Regions from separate parts of the Pan troglodytes genome. Here region 1 is linked to region 2. A link is a contact called in public Hi-C data. All regions are on one chromosome and are shown on one strand. The core of a region is the stretch at or near the end of the contact, and the rest is flanking DNA. Distances in the headings are between cores, read along the strand shown. Region 1 has its middle 18 kb from the start of ACBD6. Region 2 has its middle 66 kb from the start of IER5.

Region 1 (7,586 bases), core at 3,992-6,491, 620 kb before region 2:
CTTTAAACCTTACAGGCAGATATACCATCACACACACACACACGCACACACACACACACACACAGAACACTGGTTCTTTTAATTGGCCTGAATATTGATGTTTCTGCTTCTGATGTTTTTTTCATGATAACTTGTTTTTTTAAATAAACCATTATGAAAATTCTCAAACATATAGAAAAGTTGACAGAATAGTAAATGATCACTCATATTGAACTCACTTCCTGAATTCAACAATTGTTAACATTTTGCCACATTTGCATTATCTATCTACCAATATTTTTGATAAATGACTTGAAAATAAGTTGCAGACATTATGATATTTCAATCCTGAATTCTGTAGTATGTATCTTCTAAAAATAAATTCTATTATAGAGCCATAATATGACATTATCATACCTAAGAAAATTGACAAATATCATCTAGAATGCAGTCCTTTGTATTCAGATTTCCCATATTTCTTTTTTTGGGGGGCGGGGATGGAATTTCGCTCTTGTTGCCCAGGCTGGAGTACAATGGCGTGATCTCAGCTCACTGCAACCTCCACCTCCCAGGTTCAAATGATTCTCCTGCTTCAGCCTCCTGAGTAGTTGGGATTACGCCAGCCACCATGCCCAGCTAATTTTTGTATTTTTAATAGAGACGGGGTTTCACCATGCTGGCCAGGCTGGTCTCGAACTCCTGACCTATGATCCGCCCACCTCGGCCTCCCAAAGAGCTGGGATTACAGGTGTGAGCCACCACGCCCGGCCCAAATTTCCCATTTTTCAAAGAAAACTTTTAAATACACACACAGGCCAGACATGGTGGCTCATGCCTGTAATCCTAGCACCTTGGGAGGCCAAGGTGGAAGAACTGTTTGAGGTTAGGAGTTCGGGTCCAGCCTAGGCAACATGACGAAAACCAATCTCTACCAAAAAATATATGAATATATACAAAAATTAGCAGGGCATGGTGGCTCACACCTGTAGTCTCAGCTACTTGAGAGGCTGAGGTGGGAGGATCACTTGAACCCAGGAGGTTCAGGCTACAGTGAGCCATGATTGTACCACTACACTCCAGCCTGGGTGACAGAGCAAGACCCTGTCTCAAAAAAACTATATTTTTTCAAATAAAAATAAATGGCCAGATGCAGTGGCTCATGCCTGTAATCCCAGCACTTTGGGAGGTCGAGGCAAGTGGACTGCTTGACCCCAAGAGTTGAGAACAGCCTGGGAAACATGGCAAGACCCCTCTCTACAAAAAAATCCAAAAAATTAGCCAGGAATGGTGGCACGCACCTGTGGTTCCAGCTACTCAGGAGGCTGAGGTGGGAGGGATTGCTTGAGTCCCAGGAGGTTGAGGCTGCAGCGAGCTGCGATTGTGCCACTGCACTCCAGCCTGGGTGACAGAGCAAGACCCTGTCCCAAAATAAATAAATAAATACACACAAACACAAATTACATATGACTTATATATATATATATATATACACACACACACACATCACATCACATATACAGCGTCAGTAAAAGCTAGCATATGAAAGCCAGAGCTTTTTGAAAAGACTTGGTGAAAAAAATCACTTTGTATGGAAGGTGAATAATCAGCAAGAATTTATTGACAATTGCCCACATGTTAATTACCACTTCTGAGTCTATGAGTATATAAAAGCATCAAAGGCATGGAGTCTATGTTTATACTTAATATAACTAATATATTGAGCCTATATTTGTACTTAATATAATAAAAGCATAACATATCAGTGAAAGGCTCCCCAAATTTCTTTTTAATTGGCATGTTTTAAAAATGTTTCAAAGAGACATAATTTCATATAAAATATCCAGAAGATAGAAATAAAGTGTATTTGTGATATTTTATCCTAAATAAGTAGTTTGTTCTTTTCTTGCTTTCATTTTTATTATTTTTTTAAGCCTAGTCAAGTGAAGCAGTGGGAGTGGAGAAGGAACAAAGAAATCTGTAACTGATTGTGCGATCCATTAGTTGTAAACACCACTGCACTTGGACCAGCCTTTTTCTTGCTTTTAAACAGTGAAATAGCTTCCATGTGATAGTCATCTTACATAGATCATACTTTTATGAAAGGGCATGTTATCTATCATAAGTAAAGGTAATATTTGAATTATTTTGAGTACATTATGTTGTCATGCTCTTTTTTTTTTTTTTTTTTTTTTTTGACGGAGTCTTGCTCTGTTACCAGGCTGGAGTGCAGTGGCATGATCTCGGCTCACTGCAACCTCTGCCTCCCGGGTTCAAGCGATTCTTCTGCCTCAGCCTCCTGAGTAGCTGGGACTACAAGCGTGCACCACCACACTCAGCTAATTTTTGTATTTTTAGTAGAGATGAGGTTTCACCATGTTGGCCAGGATGGTCTCGATCTCTTGACCTCATGATCTGCCCCCCTCGGCCTCGGAAAGTGCTGGGATTACAGGCATTAGCCACCGCGCCCAGCCGTCATGCCCTCTTTAATAGTAAGGTCTGTTTCCTGTTGCATTTCAATGCATGGTACAGGGTGAGTTGTTTATGAAGAGAGAAGACTGAGAAAGAAGAGTTGGAAAAGGAAGAGAATTCTTGAGGTGTGCACAGATGCATATAGCAGTAGTCCCCAACCTTTTTGGCACCAGGGATGGATTTTGTGGAAGACAAGAGGGCAGGTGGTTTCAGGATGAACTGTTCCACCTCAGATCATCAGGCGTTAGATTCTCATAAGGAGCGTGCAACCTAGATCCCTTGCACTTCACAATAGGGCTTGTGGTCCTATGACAATCTAATACCACTGCTGATCTGGGACAGAGCTCAGGAGCTCACAGGAGCAGGGCTCAGGGCTGGGGTCCCTGCCGTAGAGTGATTGAGAGACAGGACTGTCACACATGAAAGAGAGAGAACCGTTATGTAAGTCAGCACTAAATCGTGTGCTCAGAATTGTTGCTGCCTCAGGAATTCAGGAAACAGGAAACATCTGTGAGGCCTGGAGTTGAGAGAGAGGCCAGTGCTTCCTGGAGATGGGAGCTAGCCCAGAGGGATGGTGAGATTTGAATAGAAAAAAGTGAGAGAGATGGGCATTTGGCAGGTGAGTGAAGGCATGTGAGAAAGCCATTAGGGCGCACTTGCAGGACAGTGGTTTAGGGTAAAATGAATTGATTGGGAAGCTGGGAGGGAAAAGGAAAAATGAGCAGTGAATTGATAAAGCCATAGTAGAATAAACCTCTAGTTTTCCGAGGATAAAGAAATAGTTTTAGTCTGGTCTTTCATTTGTACCCTGCCTTCCCCCTGGAAGTTCTTTATTTGTTGATTGAGACCGGGTCTTACCCTGTCACCCAGGCTGGAGTGCAGTGCCACTATCATAGCTCACTGGAGCCTCGAACCCCTGTGCTCAAGCAATCCTCCTGTCTCAGCCTCCCAAATAACTGGGACTACAAGCATGCACCACCACTCCTGGCCCCCTGGAAGTAATTTTAGGTAGCTATGAAAGTTATTGTCGAAGTGTTGGAGTAGAATTTTGGCTTAGTTAAAATAATTGAGAACGTGAAGGATGGATGACTTTGACATTAATTTAATTTGATGACTACAATCCATCTATTAAAATGGCATTCTGCTGACTTGTTTTTCTTTTTCCTTTTTCCTTTATCCCTTTGCTCTTCATAATATTCTCAGGACTTTATTGCTCAGTATTGGCTAGAATGAAATTGTATTATCATTCTACATATCAAAGTATTTCATAGTTATCCAATGCATCCATTACAACTGAGTAGTTAAAATAAATGTGTTCTAGTACTTCCTACTAAAACCTGTACAGCCTCTCTGGAGCCCAACCTTGGCCTTCCTGACAGATCTGCCCTGGCAGGTGAATACCCAGGAGAACCTGCTCTAGGGAGCCCCTTTCATGCATCTGATAACTCTGTCTCATTAACACTGACGGTGTTGGTTAGTTGGTCCATAGGAGTTAACATGCAGAATTCACTGTCAATTTTAGTCAGGACAGGACAGGTTATGTGGCAGCAACAACAGCAACAACAACAAAAAACCCAAAACTTCAATTGCTTAGCCCCACAAATCTTTTATTTTATTTTATTTTATTTATTTTATTTTATTTTATTTTTTTTGAGAAAGAGTTTTGCTGTGTCTCCCAGGCTGGAGTATAATGGTGCAATCTCAGCTTGCTGCAACCTCCGCCTCCCGGATTCAAGCGATTATCCTGCCTCAGCCTCCCGAGTAGCTGGGATTACAGGCACCTGCCACCACATCTGGCTAATTTTTTGTATTTTTAGTAGAGACGGGGTTTCACCATGTTGGCCAGGCTGGTCTTGAACTCCTGACCTCAGGTGATCTGCCCACCTTGCCCTCCCAATCCCAGCAAATTACAGGCATAATTTGCCTGTAATTTGGGATTACAGGTGTGAGCCACCGCACCCAGCAAATCTTTTATTTTTGCTTGCACTCTGTTGCTCTGCTCGTCAGCATCACTGGGGGAAGCATGCTGACAAGACCCATCTTGACATCTGCTCACACAATTTCGAAGGCAGCAGTAAAGGAGAATGTAGCATATTGTGGCTCTTAAAGCTTTCACTCAGGTAGGACTTAGGTCACTTCTGCACACATTTCATCAGTCAAAGTGAGTCACATGGTCAAACCTAACTTCAAAGGGGGCAGTGACGTGCAGTCTTACTACATTCCTGGAAAGAGAGGAAAGCCAGAGTATTTGTGAATGTCATTAGGGACGTTCTTTTTCTTTTCTCTTCCTTCTTCCCTCCTTTTTGTATAAACATATATTATTTAATGGAAAACTCCCTGCCGGGATAGGATCACTTGCTGAATAATAAGAGGTGAGATACCTCATGCACATTATTACTTTGAAAGGTAATTCCATGCGGTGTTTTCAAGGACTACAGCACAATTTCTGCAAATGTAGCCCAATTCAGAGACCATCTATGGTTTATGGAAAATATTAACTTTAGTGACTATAATTACACTGAGCCACATGTCAGTAGTGCCCTGTTTTCCACGGAAACATGAGATATTTTGCAATTTATCAACAAGTGTGCTGACCAGATTCCAGTCAAAGGCTTTCTTCCAATCCATGGTGCTTGTCCAGGCATGATCACTTAACCTTAATGCATGGGAGAAGAAGCTATGTACTTCCCACTGTGCCCCTTGATCTTCAGCTACTGGTTGAGGACTGGGCAATGTGTTACACTGTCACCTTCTGGCAGGGTTACGTGAGGCTTTTCTATTTGCATTACGGGAATGACGGGAATGACGAGCATGCCTTAGCAATTTGGAGGAGTTAGTTATCTGATACCGTAAAGGACACTGGCTTTGACATAGAAAGAACTTTGCACAGGCTTGTCGTTCGCCTGGGGATATGTCTACTTATTTTCTGCTTTTAAAATGATTTCCTGTTTTGTTTCACAACTTTGCCACCCGTCTATTTTTAATTAATCTACCTTGGAATTCCTTCTAGACATTGTTACATGTTGATAAGGAAGGTCATGACTGAAGACAAGTGAAACCATACTTTGAGCTGTTTTTCTAGGAGAACAGAAGTCATGTCTGTCTGGTTTGCCACTGAATCCCTATTGCTTGGCATGGTTTCTGGCACATGGTGCTCAATAAATATTATTGAATAAATACATGAATGAATGACAGATAGAGAAGACATTATTGACTCACCTGCATGGTAGTTCTCTATCTTTCTCTCGACCAATGGCAAAAAATTGCAAGCTATTGGACTGGAATGAGAGATGCAGAGACCTTCACCACAGTAAACTAAGCTAATAAGTCCACAGCTTTGCTTTCCCATTATTTTAGTTGCTAGATTGTTTTCCTCTCCCACTACACTCTAGTCATGCCCAACTTTCCAGCCAAATGGAACTACTGGCCATTCTCAGAATAGGCATGTTTCTTGTTATGGGTTGGATTTTGTCCCCACCCCCCCACAAAAAAAATATGTTGAAGTCCTGATCCCTGTACCTGAGAATGTGACCTGATGTGGAAATAAGGTCACTGCAAATGTAATTAATTAGGATGAGGTCATACTGGATTATGGTGGGCCCTAAGAAGGTGCCACTGTATAAGGAGATGTCCTTATAAGGAGGTGGCCAGGTGAAGAGAGACGCACAGAGAGAACACCATGTGACAATGCAAGCAGAGATTGAGGTGGTGCAGCTGCTAGCCAAAGAATGCTAAGGACTGCCAGCGAACCACCAGTAGCCAGAAGAGGCAAGGAAGGATTCTCTCCTCCGCATTTCAGTTTGAGCATGGCCCTGCCAACATCTTGGTTTTGGACTTCTAGCCATTTGAACTGTAAGACAATAAATGTCTCTTGTTTTAAGCCCCTTAGTCTGTGGTTCTTTGTTACAGCAGCCCTAGAAAACACACACTGCTCAGGCCTGTATGTTTTGTTTCCTCCATCTGATCCATGCCCCATTGTCCATCTGAGGACCTCTTTTGTTGTGATGCAATCAAATTCTCTCTTCTTGGGTAAAAGTCTCTAAATCCTCTCTAAGTTATGATGAGAAAACTGCCTGCAATGGCAATTATTCAAAAGTAAAGACAGAGCCGTAAGTGGTACAACTGTTCCACTTGGTTCAAAGGAAGGTGTGAGAAGGAGTTTAGGGAGGATTGTGCCACAAAGAATGAAGTCATGAGATAAAGATTTTGAGTTATGCATAAAAAGTAGGCCCAGGTTTGAATTCACTTTGAAAAAAAAAGAAAGAGAAAGGTTGGGGAGAGGGAGACAGAGAACAAAGGAGGGAGGAAGGGAAGGAGAGAGTGAGCAGCCTCCTGGGCATGCCTGTTATTCCTCTCATGGCCTTTTAGTCAATCAATTAGATAATAAATTATTCATAACCTTCTCCGCTGGCATTCAGGTACCTGTAGTGAGAAATGATGGATGTTCTGGTGACCCATGTAAATTTGCTTGGATTCAGAACCATTGTCTCAGCCTGTTGCTCAAATTGCTCTCTCTATTCCTAGCATCATGTTGGGCCTGGCTGGAGGAGGGACTGTTAAGTCAATACATACCTCTACTGTAATGCCTACCACCAGGGGTTTTAGTCGTCTTTGTTGCAAAACCAATGAGTAGCAATCAAGTCAATGAGAATGAGTTGAAGGGACAAAACAGATACACGTATTGTCACACTGTCTTGGGCGGATGGGAAGGAAGAGAAGAGGTGGCTTTGCTAGGGGAATGAGCTAGGAGCAAGGTATGTGGTGAACCCACAAGCTGGACTGACCCCTCACTCCACAAGGAAGGCTGAACAGGGCAGCCCAGCTGGTTAGTCCTTACAGGTGCCTGTGGTCAGCTGAGCATGGGGCTAGAGAGGAACATGCACCCATCACCAGTGGGCAGGGTAAGCATGGGCTTTTGGTATCAGAAAATCAGGCCTCCAAAATATTTGAGCAGGAGGAGCTTTTGACAGTTAAGAAAGCATTTAAAGGGTCATCATTTAATTTGCTGGGGTTTATATTTATTTTATAATTTATAATGTAAAATGTATAGTTTACATATTTCATCGCTTAGAGGTTTTAAAGGCTTCAGTCCACCCCTAAGTGTTTGAGGTGGAGGAAAGCTGGGACTCTGTCCAAAC
Region 2 (7,051 bases), core at 659-3,158:
ACAGCCATGGAATGAAAGCCCTGCTCCTGGTCACAGACAGCCCAAGTCTGTTCTGGGAGCCAGATTTAAGGGAGGCCATAGCAGTGCCAGATGGTAGAAGCCAGAATATGGACTGTGGAGCTGGGTAGAACCTGGTTTGAATCCTGCCTCTGCTGTGAATGACCTTGGGCATATAACTTAACCTCTCTGAGCTTCTCTGAGCCACTGTCTTCTTATCTGTGAAATGGGAATGGTAACATCACACTAGATTCTTGTCAAGATCAAAAAAAGATGATGTACTTATATGAGTACCTAGCACCATGCTTTGTTGACATTGACATGTGAGACCCTTTCTCTCAGACTCTATCCTGATTGCATCAGAATTCTACAAGGCCTGGCATCCACTTATCAAGGGTATTAATTTCCTCCACGAGGCTGCTTTGACCTCCAGAACCCAGCAGGCGTGCTCTTCTGAACTCTCCACCTTATCACCTCCATGGATCATATCTTGCTTTGCTGAGTGTGCTTTCTATTCCTGTATCTGCATTTTACTTCCTCGATTAGGGTGTAATCTCTTTCCAAGCAGAAGCTTTCATCTTTTTAAAATGTTCCATTTTTGCATTTTAGCGCCGTGCCTTTTTGTACATAGCGCTTGCTCAAAAAATAGGAATCGGTTGATATTTTATCTACTTTTGTGTCCTAAAAATTGCCCCAGAGTCATGAGCTGAACTTAGCTTACATGAGGTCGTTACTACAAAGTCACAACATGTTTATTCATTTATCTGTTTATGTGGTAGCCCTACCATGACTCACACATCCAAATGAGGATTGCAGCCGTATAAGGGGCACTGTGAAGGCTGACTGTGATTCTGGGAGCCTGTCACCTCGCAAAACATTTTTGGAACTCCTGCTTTGAATCAGTGCCAGAGTTGCAGTGGTGAATCTTCACACCTCCTGGGAGGAGTTATTTTTGGAAACAGTGAAAATCTGTCTGGTCACATTTGGTAGGTGTGGTCATTCAGGGCCTGAGTGTGAGGAGGGATGCTCAGTGGAGTGGTAATTAGTTAATATTTAATTGGCCATTTCCAATGTGTCAGCCAGTTTACATCCACTGTCTTATTTTAATCTTAATGTGACCTCTATGAAGTAGGTGGTCTTATTATCACCATTTTATAGAAAAGGGACCCTGAGGCACAGAGAGTAAACCACACTCTGTACAGGGACTCCATGGCTTTTTACCCATTATTAAGCTAGTGTAGCAGGCACAGGGGACATACCCAAGTAACCCTTATGTACCCTAGCAGAGATGAGGGATCTGGACACCTTTTTTAAAAACAATAAGGCCAAGGACAGCCACATTTGGATTAGTGGGAGCAGGGGGAGAGTATGGGGAATGCGGGAACCCGGGAGGAGCTAAGAAAACTGGTCAGATCCTGCATCATAGGTGAGTACAGGCACCCCAGGGGGCCCAATGGGAGAGACCAGAGAAGGGAGGAGAGCACTGGGGCTTGTTTGGGAACCTCTGAGTGGGTAAAGATGGTCACTAAAATCTCCAACCAAAGGAATTCTTTTTATGCCTCTCTTTTTTGCTTTCTTAAAATTGTATTCATACTTGCTGATTATAAAAGGAGTTCAAGTTCATCGTAGAAAACTTAGAAAATATAGACAAGTGATAAAGAAAATAAAAGTCATCTGTAAATGTCCCTCTCCTCCCCCAGGCCTCAGGCTTTGCTAAGACAAGGCCGCTGAGCAGATCAGCACACATCGGGTTATTTATAAAGCTCCCGCCTTCCTCTCCACCCACTCCCCTCTCTCTTGGCTACGGAGAAGCCTTCGGCCAGGACATTCCCTTGCAGCCTACTCAAGCTGCTATATAAAGCCCTGCACTTCTCGGGGCTGGATCAGAACGTTCCTTATCTCTCTGCAGCAGGACGCTGATAATCTGCCCAGCTGGCAGGCGCTCTGAGGTCGGCTTGGGCTGCTGCGCTCAGGGCCTACAGCCCCCGTGTGGTCGTCTTCTCTGGTTCCCACTGAAACTTGGCCAACGACACTAACTGAAACCTCAAATATAGGAAGTTGTTGGCTTGTTTCATTAGAGGGCAGTTGCCAGACAGCTGAGATGAACTTAATGGGCTTGGCATGGGTGACTGGTGTGTCCAGCACATTCAGGCTTAGTGGTCAGTACTGATGGCCCATCATGACGTCCCCTTCGGAAGCAGCTGTGCCAGCTCCCTCCTTCCCCAGCCCCCACCCCTGTTCCATCCCCTTTCTCTGCATTAGCGCTTGGCTCAGAGTCTTCTTCATCCATATGGCTTCTACAGGCAAAGGCCTTCTGTGGCCAGGTGGCCTGCTGCATTGCAGTGCCACAATTCCAGGCTGGACTTCTACCTAATTGAGAGTGGACCACAGCAGACGTACTTGCTCTGCCTAGAAAATAAGTTTTGTCATGGGAGGCAGAACCATCTTATTGCTGTAAGTCAGGGCAGAGGAGTGTGCAAAAGAGGCAAGGTATTATCCTGAAAAAATACACAGGTTTTAAATCGGAGCTGGTGTGACATCCTAGCTTCTCCACTTAGAAAGAAGTGTGATCCTAAGTAAGTTATGTAACCCCTTCGAAGCCTGGTTTTCTCATCTTTAAAACGTAGAGTGATATTTCCATCTTAGAACTGTTGTAAAATGTAAATAAGATGACATATGTAAAGCACTGAAAACATACATCAGATGGCATTATGGTAGCTATTTTTTTGTTTTGTTTTGTTTTGTTTTTGAGATGGAGTCTCACTCTGTTGCCCGGGCTGGAGTACAGTGGCACAATCTCGGCTCACTGCAACCTCTGCCTCCTGGGTTCAAGCAATTCTCCTGCCTCTACCTCTCAAGTAGATGGGATTACAGGCACCGACTACCACCCCCAGCTGATTTTTGTAGTTTTAGTAGAGACGGGATTTCACCATGTTGGCCAGGCTGGTCTCGAACTCCTGACCTCAGGTGATCTACCTGCCTCGGCCTCCCAAAATGCTAGAATTACAGGCATGCTAGGATTACAGGTGTGAGCCACCGTGCCCAGCCTTATGGTAGCTATTATAATTATTGTTAATAATATTATTATTTATGAACATTTGAATGAGAAAGAGTTGGTTTCTTTTTTTCCTCTTAGATTCAAGATCCAATAGGGAAACTTTTGACCTTGGTTGTTAAGAAACCCATCTAGGCAGGTAGGTGTGTGTTTCCATTGATATTTAAATGAGTTTTTCAAGTGTTGAGAGAATTTTTTCAAAGCAACTTCTGGGCCCTGAGAAGGTTCTGGTTCACCTTCATATTGGCCTCATAAGAATCAGGTCAACCTCATATGAAAAGGCAAGTCGTTGTACCTACTTGTTGGTCAAAATTTAGTAGCAAAATATTCCTGCTGTAAGCCACAAGACATTTTCAAGATGGAATGATTATCTGTAAAACAGCAATAATGAAAACATCACTTACCAGAACTTAGGAGGTACAGTTAAAGCAGTGTCCAGAGGAAAATGCGTAGTGTGATGGGTCATTTTGTGTGTCAACTTGACTGGGACACAGGGTGCCCAGATATTTTGTCAAACATTATTCTGGGTGTGTCTGTGAGGGTGTTTCTTTTTAAAAATTATTATTATTATTTTTTTGAGACAAGGTCTTGCTCTGTCACCTAGGCTGGAGTGCAGTGGCATGATCTTGGCTTACTGCAACCTCCACCTCTTGGGCTCAAGTGATCCTCCCACCTCAGCATCCTGAGTAGCTGAGATCACAGGCATGCCACCATACCTGGCTAATTTTTGTATTATTATTATTTTTTGAGATGGAGTCTTGCTCTGTCAGCCAGGCTGGAGTGCAGTGGCATGATCTTGGCTCACTGCAACCTCTGCCTCCCAGGTTTGAGCAACTCTTATGCCTCAGCCTCCCGAGTAGCTGGGATTACAGGTGTGCACCACCACATCCAGCTAATTTTTCTATTTTTAGTAGAGACGAGGTTTTTGCCACATTGGCCAGGCTGGTCTTGAACTCTTGGGCTCAAGCGATCCACCTGCCTCAGCCTCTCAAAGTGCTGGGATGACAGGTGTGAGCCCCCATGCTGGCTGAGGGTGTTTCTATGTGAGATTAGTGTTTGAATTGGTAGATTGTAAAGCAGACTGCCCTTCCTGATGTGGGTGAGCCTCTTCCAATTCATTGAAGGCCTGAATGGATCAAAAAGGCAGAATAAGAGAATCTTCTCTCTCTCTCTCTACCTATCTTTGAGCTGGAACATCAATCTTCTCCTGTCTTCAGACTCAGACTTGGACTGGAACTTAAATTATAAGCAATCGTGGTTCTCAGGCCCTCAGACTTGGACTGGAATGACATCATCAGTTCTCCTGGGTCTCCAGGTTGCTGACTGCAGATCTTACAAATTCTCATCCTCCATAATTGTGTGAGCCAATTCCTCATAACAATTTAATACATATCTACATAGATATCCGATTAGTTATGTTTCTCTGGATAACTCTGATTAATATGCATAGTCTTATAATGAATTAATAAAAAATTAAACAGGAATGAGAAAATGAAATAAGCATCCAATGGAAGTAGTTAGAAAAAAGGCAATAAATGTCAAGAAAGCAGAAAGGAATTAATAAATGTTAAAACAGAAATCAATTAATTAAAAAACAAAAATATTTTATAATTGATAAACTGATACATAATAAATATATTCAAAATAAAATTCTTTGAAAAAACAGTAAGATTTCTAAATTGTCAGCTAACCCTCTCGAGAGAAAAGAAAAGAGGAAGCACAAATAAGAAATGCTAAGGGGTACTCGAGAGGCTGAGGTGGGAGAATCACTTGAGCTCAGGAGTTCAAGATCAGTCTGAGCAACACAGCGAGATGCTGTCTCTAAAAAAATTTAAAAAAAAATAGCCAGGTGTGGTGGTGTGTGACTGTGGCTCCAGCTACTTGGGAGGCAGAGGAAGAAGGATCACTTGAGCCCAGGAGTTCAAGGCTGCAGTGAGTTATGATCATGCTATTGCCTAGTTGACAGAGCAAGACCCTGCTCTTAAAAAATAAAAGAAAAAAAGAAATACCAACGGGACAATAACTACAGATAAAGGAAATTAAAAGAATCCTTAGGGACTATTTTGCTCAACTACATGTAAGAAAATTTAAAAACTTATGTAGTTAAGAATTAACCTTACCCAAAGAGAGGTTTGGCTTTTGTCCTGGCTCCTGGAAGGTAAGCTCTGGACCCTTGGAATGTCCTGCCTGATAAGAGTATCTTTGTCTACCTGGGAGCCTTAGGCCACCCTGGATAGTCAAATCCCATGTGATTTATGATGGGAGCTGGGGGCACATGGTATCTGTTCTACCTCCTGTGGGTCCAGAGAGGAAAGGTCAGCCCCATGGACAGTCAATTATGTCTGTGTTCTCGAGCCCCAATAAAAACTCCGGACACAAAGGCTCAGGTGAGCTTCTCTGTTTGGCAGTACTCTGTGTGTATTGTCACACATTGCTGCCGGGGAAAGCAGCATTTTCCATGGCTTCGCAGGGCGAGGGCAACTGGAAGCATTGTGCTTGGAACTTTCCTGGAGTCTGCCCTACGTGCCTCTTCTCTTGCCTGATTTTAATCTGTATCCTTTGTCTATAATAAACCATTAACCACAATGTAACAGCTTTTAGTGAGTTATGTGAGTCCTGGCAAATTATTGAAACTGAGGGTGGTCAGTTTCAACTTTGTAAAGCCCGACATATTGGATACTTTTCTGGGAAAATATAATTTGCCAAAAACTGACTCAACATCATAGTCAATATCAGTTTTGCCTTAGTTAACCTATAAATTAAAAGAAATCCCAAGAAACCTAACAGTTCATATGAAAAAAGAAGCAATGAAAATCAATGGGAAATGAGCCCTACAAGATATACTGTAATGCATATTATAAACCTACAATAAATAAAATAGTGTAGGACATCTTGGAGTTGGAATGAGATAAGAAGTCCAGAAATAGACCAAAACTTATTGGGAGTTTAGCTTCTGATAATGATGGCATTTCAAATCATTCAGGAAAAGAAATGAATTATTCAATAAATGGTGTTGAGACAACTGGGTAGCCATCTGGAAAAAAATTAAGTTGGATTCAGATCTCACTTCTTATATCAGGATACATACCAGGAGAAGTCAGTGATTGAAATGTTTCAAAATGATAGAAACAAGTTTGGGAGAGTAAAAAAGGATCTAATGACCATGTTGGAACAGGGAAGAACTTCCAAAGTATGACACTAAAAACAGAAGCCATAGAGAAAAAAACAATAATTTCTATTGCATTAAAATTATGCATGGGAAAAAGAACAAAAGTCAATTCAGAAGAGTAATGTCAAACCAGAAAAATTATCCTAATATTCCTAATGCGTAATGAACTTCTCTTCATCAACAAGAAAAATGACATACTATACAGTAAGAACATTTGCAAAAGGTATGAACAGAGAGTTCGTAGAAAAAGGAACAGAAGTGTTTTATGAACATATACAAAGCTGCTTCACGTTACTCATAGTAAGAGAAATAGTAAAATAAAACAACAGAGTTAGGATTTATCATTTTTTACTTAACAAATTGACAAAAGATTAAAAATTTGTTTATATACTGTTGGTGAAGGTATGAAGAACAGAAACTCTTATACGTTGCCGATGGGACACTAAATCTATACAGCCTATATAGGTGACAAAAATGACAAATGCACACACCTGTTGTTTAGCTTTCTACTCCTAGCAATTTATCCTAGTCACTTTTGGACAAAATGAAGTATGTACCAAGTTATTCACTGCAACATTGTTTGAAAGAGTAAAAGACTGGATACCTTTTAAATGTCTATCAAAAAAGCAGCAACTAAATCAGTTCTTGTATGTTGAGGCAATGTAATACTATGCAGCTCTAAAAAAATTAAGATTAGTTCATCTTTAATGCAAGTAAAAAAAAAAGGAAGTTTTGTTTTGTTTTGTTTTGAGATGGAGTCTCACTCTGTCCCAGGCTGGAGTGCAATGGCATGATCTTAGCTCACTGCAACTTCCACCTCCTGTATTCAA

What was found. Hi-C and Micro-C count contacts between places; a contact is called where the count stands out from the background.
Region 1: a Hi-C map of induced pluripotent stem cells shows a contact between it and region 2, with 5 times the contacts expected there. The contact joins two enhancer-like sites. A contact is called at or near these places in 3 of 7 Hi-C or Micro-C datasets (induced pluripotent stem cells and stem cell-derived neural progenitor cells) and 1 of 1 other capture datasets (stem cell-derived neural stem cells).

Annotation. Positions count from the first base shown.
Region 1 is chr1:68,599,381-68,606,966 of NHGRI_mPanTro3-v2.0_pri, reverse strand. No RefSeq gene overlaps it. Among named protein-coding and RNA genes, the nearest start is that of ACBD6, 18 kb to the left of the region's middle. Within about 2 kb of position 5,241, at least 1 of the 24 cell types and tissues checked has an H3K27ac peak or open chromatin away from gene starts, as enhancers often do. A contact at or near this core is called in induced pluripotent stem cells, where this site is marked.
Region 2 is chr1:67,977,483-67,984,533 of NHGRI_mPanTro3-v2.0_pri, reverse strand. No RefSeq gene overlaps it. Among named protein-coding and RNA genes, the nearest start is that of IER5, 66 kb to the left of the region's middle. Within about 2 kb of position 1,908, at least 10 of the 24 cell types and tissues checked have an H3K27ac peak or open chromatin away from gene starts, as enhancers often do. A contact at or near this core is called in induced pluripotent stem cells, where this site is marked.